2 separate regions of the Mus musculus genome follow, and region 2 is linked to region 1. Evidence: chromatin contacts called from public HiChIP or PLAC-seq data. All regions are on one chromosome and are shown on one strand. The core of a region is the stretch at or near the end of the contact, and the rest is flanking DNA. Distances in the headings are between cores, read along the strand shown. Region 1 holds the start of 6030469F06Rik (RIKEN cDNA 6030469F06 gene). Region 2 has its middle 40 kb from the start of Gm24613.

Region 1 (4,373 bases), core at 1,220-3,719:
TACACACAATACACTCTTTGAGGTATGTTCAAGATTTGACAGCATGGGTGTGGCAAGAACACTGACCTGTTTCCACGTCACAGGTGGATAGTAGTGGCAGACTCCCAAGAGGGTGGCAGTTAACGTCTGAAAGCATAGCATAGACATTTATAGTCACTTTTAATCCCCGACTCTCATAAATGTTGTTCATAGCTCACATTGAGCAAAATGCACAGTTTAAGAATAAAGAGGCTTGCTCTGCACAATCCGCTGCTTGTCTGGATGTGTGATTATCTACCACATTCAGCCTCACAGAGAAAAATCGCATGCCAGATGCTTCACGGTCCCCATGTGGTTCCACTCGATGGCAGCTAGGCAGAGCCAAGCCAGCGTAGGAGAGTGTGTAAGCCGCAGGGCTGGCTTGGCTCTTCTGGGCTTAGACCAGAGCGGTGACTCAGGCAGGCCATTGCCAGGGCACAAGTATCACCCACAGCTCCCTCTCTGGCAGATGCTTCTCTCATCCCTCGCTGTCTCTTTGTTACTTTTTCCTCCTTGTTCTCCACCTTCTCATTCTCCTCTCCCCACAGACATTTCTTAGACCTACTTATGTTGGAGATGCTGAGAAGTCGCCACGGGAAAGCAAAGTGTACCCTCTTACTGTGGGAAAATCTTGTGTTCAAGGAAACCACAAAAATGTCCAACAAAGAAAGAATGGGTGAGTTAAATGTGCTCTAGTTATTCAGTGCAATGCTTCTCAGTGATAAAGAAAAGTACTGAGGATACAGTGGGGTGAACCTTGAAAATATTAGAAAAAAAGAGAGACAAGAATGAATATGATTCTTACCTGAAATACCTCTAATAAGTGAATCCACAGTGATAGAAGAAGGTTAGCGCTTTAGATGAAGGTGGGTATGTGGGAGGGTGGGCACGTGTCAATTAAAGGGAGGGTAGCCTTTTACCTTTCCTCTATTCTCTTGGGCAATACACATATTACAAAACTTACCATCTTAACCATAGTTCAGTGCATCAAGTCATTCACTCAATTGTGCAACAAACCTCGAGAACCTTCTTTCTTGCAAAACTGAAAACTCTATCTGGTAACCAGCAACGTTCTGTGTGTTTTCTCCTCAACTCTGATAACTATCATTCTCCTTTCTGTCTCCATGAGTGACGGTGCCTCTGGATAGCTGCCTCATGTAAGTGCAATCTCATAGTTTTGGTCGTTTGTCTGACTTGTTTCACCTCCTATAATATCCTTAAGGCTTATCTATGTTGTGATATCCAATATTTTGTTTATCCACTTATCTTTGGTTGGACACTTCGGTTCCCTCTAGCACCTGGTTATTTCTAAGGGTCCTGCCAAGAGTAACAGGATACAGACCTCCTTTCAAAACTCTGCTTCTAATTTTTTTTAGGTGTATATCCAGAAGTGAGGGGTTCATTTGAGGTGAAGAAAACATGCTAAACTTAATTGTGTTGATATCCACACATCTTTTGATAGAACCCAAACTATTGATTTGTACTATCTGTCTGTACGTGATTTCTGTCAATAAAGCCATTGCACACAACACAAACATGTACTCACACAGATACATGCATGCATATATACACACATACACACGTACACACAAACATGTGCCCACCCATACACAAGCCCACACATAGGCTCACATGTAAACACATACCCAGACACACACAGAGATGTGTGTGTGCACACACACCTAAAACAATGCCAGTGCTCAACCCATTCTCGAAGGGGATCATGTTACTCAGTGAACAGGGAGAAGCCTGGTGTGCTGAAGTCTGTGGAACCTGGATTGGCTGCATCATTGAACCTAATCGTCACAACCTTCACGTTTTCTTTAAGTCTTCAAAAAGCATCTATGACAACAACTCAGCCTGAGCTTGCTAATAAAGCTACCCAGGCTCATTCACTGGACAAAAACATGGAACATGACGCTGTGACCCAGAGGAAACCACTTACCAAGATTCTCAAGGGTGCTATAGCCCTGTGGAGCCCAAAGGTTCACTGTCCCAAAGCTAAGCATCTGCCCATTTGGTCCTAGAAAAGTACTGATGCCTCCTTCCCTTTCACTCTTCCCTTGGTTCCATTTCTTTCTTGAATTGATCCTTCTTGAATCAGTGTTAGAAGGGAATTGAGAAGAAAGGGGTAAAGTAATTAATAAATAAAAAGAGGGCTCTGGTGACATACCTCAGTCCTTAAGGGTGCCGGTCACCATACTTGATGACTTGAGTTTCATCTCTCAGACCCACATAGTGAAAGGCGAGAGCCGACTTCCCGCATTGTCCTCTTATGTCCACCTGGGTGTACACACGTGTAAATAAATGCAATAAAAATACAGCAATCACCACTTGAAAATCACCCCAGAGCCTATCATCATGCATAAAGTAATATAACAAACTTGTAAATTCTAGTATTAACTGGTTAACAAGGCAGGCACCTCCACTGGCAGCCTTCTACATGAACATTCCTTTGAAGTGTCCTCTTCCTTTGTTTCAGCTAAAAATTCTTGAGAAAAATAAACTGCGCATACTCAGAAGTGTTTCTGTCACAGTAACCTTTCAGATGTGTGCTGCATGGCCTTGAGCTAACCATGGCCAGAATGCATTTGCCATTGTCCTTGAGTTAGAAACTTCAACTGCACATGCTCTGCAATGTGTACTTGAAACAGCTTGCTCAGGAATGTGCCCCCTGCCCCAAGTGTTTTCCTTTATGAAGAGAAATAGCTTCTCCAGATTCCATACTTTACTTTTGGAATAGCTGTGGTATTCTTCATACCTGTGATAGACATAAGGCTTCCTTCATTTGCCTTCTGGCTGAGTTTCTTTGCGCTGTGAGAACCAAGGAGGCTCCACTGTACTCTGTTACATTGACAGAAGGTATGCTTCCATGGGTTTCACAATTTGCAATGAAATTTTTTGATATTTCTTTGGTTCGCTCATTTGGAGGGGAGGAAATATGAGCACCCTCTGCTGGTCATTTATGATAACGTAAGTGAGCCTCAGAGAAAAGCTGTCTGTTGACTTCCTAGTTTGTGGGAAGGATTCAGTGTGAACAGGCCTCTTTTGAGGTTTTAATGAGGGACCCTGAGGACTGAGACAGCAAGCAAGACTCAACTTTAACTCATACCCCAGTTTGCTTCCCAGGACTTAGCCAGGTAACCAAGCGGGTCAAAGCGCCTCAGTTCAAAGTGGTTGTGTTTGTACTGTCACAGCTGGCTCCTTCACATTCTCTTTGCACAGCGTCCCCACTCTTGTCAGATAGACAGGTCATTCACATAAAAACTAAACAGAAATACAAGCTGAGGCCATAAACCAAATGGCTCTAACAGATATTTACAGAACATTTTATCCAAACACAAAAGAATATGTCTTCTTCTCAGCAGCTCATAGAACTTTCTCTGAAATTGACCATGTATTGGAACACAAAGCAAGCCTCAATAGGTTCAAGAAAACTGAAATAATACCTTTCATCCTATCTGACCACCATGGATTAAAGCTGGTGTATTAGTTAGGGTTTTACTACTGTGAACAGACACCATGACCAAAGCAAGTCTTATAAAGGAAAACATTTAATTGGGGCTGGCTTACAGGTTCAGAGGTTTGGTCCATTGTCACAAGATGGGCGCATGACAACATCCAGGCAGACATGGTGCAGGAGGAGCTGAGAGTTCTACATCTTTATCTGAAGGCTGCTAGCAGACTACTCACTTCCAGGCAGCTAGGACTAGGGTATTAAACCCTAGCCCACAGTGACACACTTACTCTAACACGGCCAAATGTCCTAAGAGTGCCACTCTCTGGCCCAAGCATATACAAACCATCACAGCTGGATATCAACAACATAAGCAATAAGAAGTTTACAAATTTGTGGTGATGGAATAATTCGTTACTGAATCAGAAATTGAGGGATTTCATTATCAGTGCTGAAATCAATAAAATAGAAACATAAAACAATAAAAAGCAATACAAAAATCATTGAAACAAAAAGTTAATTCTTTGAGAAAAATCAATTAAGATTGACAAGCCTTTAGCCAAATTAACGAAAATACAGAAAAGAGAAAGAGAGTGAGAGGATGCAAAATTTACCCAATTAGATAGGAAAGGGGGACACAACACAGACACCAAGGCAGTCCAGAAAACCATAAGGACAAACTTTAAAAACTATACTCAACCAAACTGGAAAATCTAATAGAAACGGGTAATTTTCTTAATACATACTGTGAATCAAGTTAAATCAATATCAGATAAGTAACTTAAACAGACCTATAACTCCTAAAGAAACAGAAAAAGTCATTAAAAGTCTCTCTCCCTTACCTAAAAAATACCCAGAGATAGATGGTTTTAGTGCAGAATTCTATTAGACTTTCAAC
Region 2 (4,373 bases), core at 686-3,185, 50 kb before region 1:
GCCACATGAAGGTGCACATGAGAGTGTGTGTGTGTATACCCACACAAAGAAGCAACATCACGTCACATCTGCCATCACAGAAAGGAATACAAAACACGTGAGACTGAAAAACTTCTGAAGCATTTTAATGTTAATTTCTTACACTAGAATCTACGTGTTTAGTAGGATTTAAATATAACCCTGAATTCATAAAATGCTTCTTAGCTTTGAGAGGTCTATTTAGTGTTCAAACCTTTAAGGCCCCAACGTGACATTTTTATGAAGTATGTGCTCTTACAAACAAACAAAGCGTGTGCGCACAGATCTCGTGCTATGGCATCCTGAGTTCTTTTTGTCTTTCTCTTTAGATGTGCGAGTACCTCTAAACACAGGCACATCTGCTTTTAAAATTCTTATTGATATTTTAATCTTCAGAATACCACAGTTTTTACTTGTCGGGACACGTTTTCTTAGTTCCAAGTTAGATGGTGTTTTAACACCATTCCAGCGGCTGGAGAGCTCAGTGGGTCAGTGGGTCCTGCTGCTTTGGCAGACGACCTGTATGTTGTTTTGTTTTGTTTTTCCGAGATGTTGTTTGGTTTTTTTGTGTTTCGTTTTGTTTTCCCAGAGGTTCTGTTTCCAGCACCCACATAGCAGCTCGCAACCATCTTGTTAGACCAGTTCCAGGGGATGTGACACCATCTCCTGATCTTTGTGGGTACCATGCACATGTTACGCGCGCACACGCACACACACACACACACACACACACACACACACTCTCATACACATAAAATCAAAATAAATCATAGATGTTTTCTAACAATTTCCTTTTTTACTGTTAACACCTTTGCATATCAGGCAAGAATAGACAGTATCTGATTCTTCAATGAATTTGGACTTTTATTCTTCATATCTAAAATTCTATACCTATATTTAGATAAATATTAAAAGATTCATAGAATCTTTTAAACTGTAACTCCGTATCTTAGGAGCTAGAACCCCAGTGTCCTGGGCTTTATTTTCTGCAGAACCATAATTCATGAGTGGGAACCATGTGCTATGTTTTAAGCCCCCTGGCTCATACACTGTCATTTTTAAAGTGCATTATGTTTTTCATGGCTCAGGAGAGCAGACAAACAAAAACATGTTCCTATTGCTTGAAATTATTTTCTGATTTTATTTGTTTGCGAATTTATCTTCCTTCCATTTGTCTCTAGTCTACGGCTACCCCTTCCCTGCAGTCTTTCTTAACAGAGCCAGAGTGCTGGGCTAAATTCTGTGCTTCCAAGGAAGTAGTTAATGATGTGTGTGGTGTTCCAACTCCCATCTCTCGGGTGGCAGGAATAATTGAGCAACAGAAACTCACTCTACTCATTACCCAATTTCTACTGCCCAGCGTTAGGCATCCTTAAAATCTTAGGAGCTGCTGATGGACTGCAGACTGGATAGATTTAGTGTGGGGCAGCATTACCTTACTCTGTTTGGTTTGGTTAACCTCAGACGGACCTTGAGTTCTTTCGGTGAATGTCATATCAGGAATCAGTAAGTGCTTGGCTCTGTTATTTACTGATCACTAGTAATAGGTCACTGGAAGATTTTATTTTACCCATTTAGGTATACCTTTAGGGGAAAGGACATTTTAAATTGCTATTTAAAACATGGTTTTCGCCGGGCGTGGTGGCGCACACCTTTAATTCCAGCACTTGGGAGGCAGAGGCAGGCGGATTTCTGAGTTCGAGGCCAGCCTGGTCTACAGAGTGAGTTCCAGGACAGCCAGGGCTATACAGAGAAACCCTGTGTCGAAAAACCAAAAAAAAAAAAAAAAACCAAAAAAAAAAAAAAACCAAAAAAAAAATGGTTTTCCTCTCTCTCTCTTTGAAAGAGAAATGTATAGTAAGGCAGAGCAGCCCATAGTTACGCCTCTACACGGGTTTTTGCCTTTTCCCCTTTCCCCAGCTCAGCAGAGTATGCTTAAATAAACTCCAGCTGCCCCACTTGGCAGCAACAGAGGTCACCTTAAACAGATGAGCTAATCAAGAATTTCTCCAGACTTCCATTTCTCCTCCAACTTAGCCTTGGCTTTCATGTGACTCAAATTCAGTTTTGAGAACTCTACACTATGTGTTAATGATTTCCAGAATGCTGTGTGACTTCAGTTGCATCAAAGTTCTTATGGGAAATGGTGTGTTTAGCTCCCTTTTGCCTTTGCCTTTGTGGTTTCTGGAAGTGGTTGCTGGAAACGGGCAGCTTCTACCCAGAAAGCAGAGAAATGCAGCCTTCTCATTGCTTGTGGCCACATTATAGTCTCTCTAAATTATTTTTCCAGTGCTGGGAATTGAACCCAGAACTTTGCATATACTATGCCAAGCTCTCTACCTCAAAGTTGGCTGCTGGTCCAGCCAACTAGAATTCCTAAATTACTGATCACTCTTTGCAGGATTTAGCTTTAGGTTAGTTTGGGTGTTACTATTTGTTTAGTACCAGACATTGTTACTTTATTTGTTATCTAGGTCTCCCATTGTTTAAGAAGTCGAAATGTTTCATTGTTCTACAGGTGGGCGTCCAATTTTCTCAGCACCGTTTGTTGAAGATCTCCTCTTTTCTCTAGCTTATGTTTTTGGCATCTTTGTCATGTATCAAGTGTCTGAAACTATGTGTACTCCCGTTTGGGTTTTCTGTTTTGTTCCGCTGGTGTACATATCTGTTTTGGTGTCAGCATCATGCTTTTAATGCCATGCTTTTATAATATATCTTGTGATCAGGGATGGTAACCCCTCCCTCATTGTTCGTTCACTGAGGATTGTTTTGTCTATGCTGAGTCTTTCATGGCTCCACACAAATTTTATTATAGATTTTTTTTTCTTTTTCTGTTTAGAATGACTTTGGGAGGGTGGTGGTTTGAATATGCTTGGCTCATAGAGAGTGCTACTGTTAGGAGGTGTGGCCTTGTTGGAGGAAGTGTGACACTGTGGGGGTGGGCTTTGGAGGTCTCCTCCTATGTTCAGGCTCTGCCATGGCAGAAGACAGCTTCCTCTTAGCTGCCTGAGGCTGCCTTCTCCTGATGCCTTCCTCCAGCACCTTGCCTGCCTGAATGCTGCCATGTTTCCCACCTTGACGACAGGAGATCTCAAAACAGCCCAGTTTAGACTCTGTGCTGTGGCTTACTCTCATGAAGAACATTTTGATCAAGTGTAGCCAGCTTAGAAAGGAAAAATACAAAATGTATGGTTCAAAGAGTAAAGAGACACCAGGAAGCAGAATCCTATATTCAAGGAGATAAACAGATTTAGGGAGTGGTGACCTTGGGGCAAGATTCCCCCCCCCCCCAAAGTGTGCATTTGCAATTGTACAAGGGAGAGTTATATCAAGTTAGGTGTTATCATGACCTGGTTATTATTTTCACTTGGATCTAACAAGATAAAATTGTGTGTCAAATTGATAAGTGATGGATTGTGGTGGCTATTCTCAGTTTTCAACTTGTTTAAGAGCTATAATGAAAAGCTTAAGTCTGGGCAAGGCAGTCCACGCCTTTAATCCCAGCATTCAGGAGACAGAGCCATGCAGATTTATGAGTTCAAGGTCAATCTACAGAGCAAATTCCAGGACAGCTAAGCTTAGGCAGTGAAGGAGTTAGAAAACCGAAAGCTGGTGATCACGTAATAGAACAAGGGGGGCATATTCCAATTCCAGCAAGCAGCCGAGCTCAGCGGCTTCAGCCATGTGGCTCTGGCTTTTTTTTTTTTTTTTTAAATATTTATTTATTATTATATGTAAGTACACTGTAGCTGTCTTCAGACACTCCAGAAGAGGGAGTCAGATCTCGTTACGGATGGTTGTGAGCCACCATGTGGTTGCTGGGATTTGAACTCCTGACCTTCGGAAGAGCAGTCGGTTGCTCTTACCCACTGAGCCATCTCACCAGCCCGTGGCTCTGGCTTTAAAGTCAGGAATAGTAGGGACTATTGGGATAATTGATGCTAGTTAACTGGAGCTAAGAAATTAGCAGCAATTAAGAACAGACCAGCATCACTGAGGTGAAGTCTTCTGGGAAGTGTTTTCTGAGAGCAGAAAGAAGCTATGTTTCGAGATAGCCAAGATTGTATCTTGTGCTGCAGCTGAACTTGGTAAGGTGTAATAATCACCCAGGTGAGGCTGAGCAGTGATGGCACACACCTTTAATCCCAGCACTTGGGAGGCCGAGGCAGGTGGAGTTCTGAGTTCAAGGCCAGCCTGGTCTATAGAGTGAGTTCCAGGACAGCCAGGGTTAAACAGAGAAATCCTGTCTTGAACCTCCCTCCCCCCCCCACCCCAAAATAAATCACTCAGGTGGTACTGGTTTTGAAGGCATGAAGGGGTCATAGAGAGCAGCTGAGATGAGACTTGACATTGTG

The links. HiChIP or PLAC-seq counts read pairs in DNA pulled down with a chosen protein or histone mark.
Region 2: a contact with region 1 is called in an H3K27ac HiChIP or PLAC-seq map of extraembryonic endoderm stem cells. The contact joins the enhancer-like site here to the promoter of 6030469F06Rik in region 1. A contact is called at or near these places in 1 of 39 promoter capture datasets (second pharyngeal arch cranial neural crest), 6 of 484 Hi-C or Micro-C datasets (the MC3T3-E1 cell line, brown adipocytes, cortical neurons and 3 more) and 5 of 115 datasets of contacts at active chromatin or transcription factors (embryonic fibroblasts, embryonic stem cells, extraembryonic endoderm stem cells and 1 more).

What each region holds. Positions count from the first base shown.
Region 1 is chr12:31,166,958-31,171,330 of GRCm38.p6, reverse strand. It overlaps 6030469F06Rik (RIKEN cDNA 6030469F06 gene), which reads right to left and starts at 2,469. Exons shown (of 4, transcript NR_102715.1): 1 at 2,442-2,469; 2 at 2,192-2,301; 3 at 67-126.
Region 2 is chr12:31,216,638-31,221,010 of GRCm38.p6, reverse strand. No RefSeq gene overlaps it. Among named protein-coding and RNA genes, the nearest start is that of Gm24613, 40 kb to the left of the region's middle. Within about 2 kb of position 1,935, at least 31 of the 459 cell types and tissues checked have an H3K27ac peak or open chromatin away from gene starts, as enhancers often do. A contact at or near this core is called in brown adipocytes, extraembryonic endoderm stem cells and palatal mesenchyme, where this site is marked.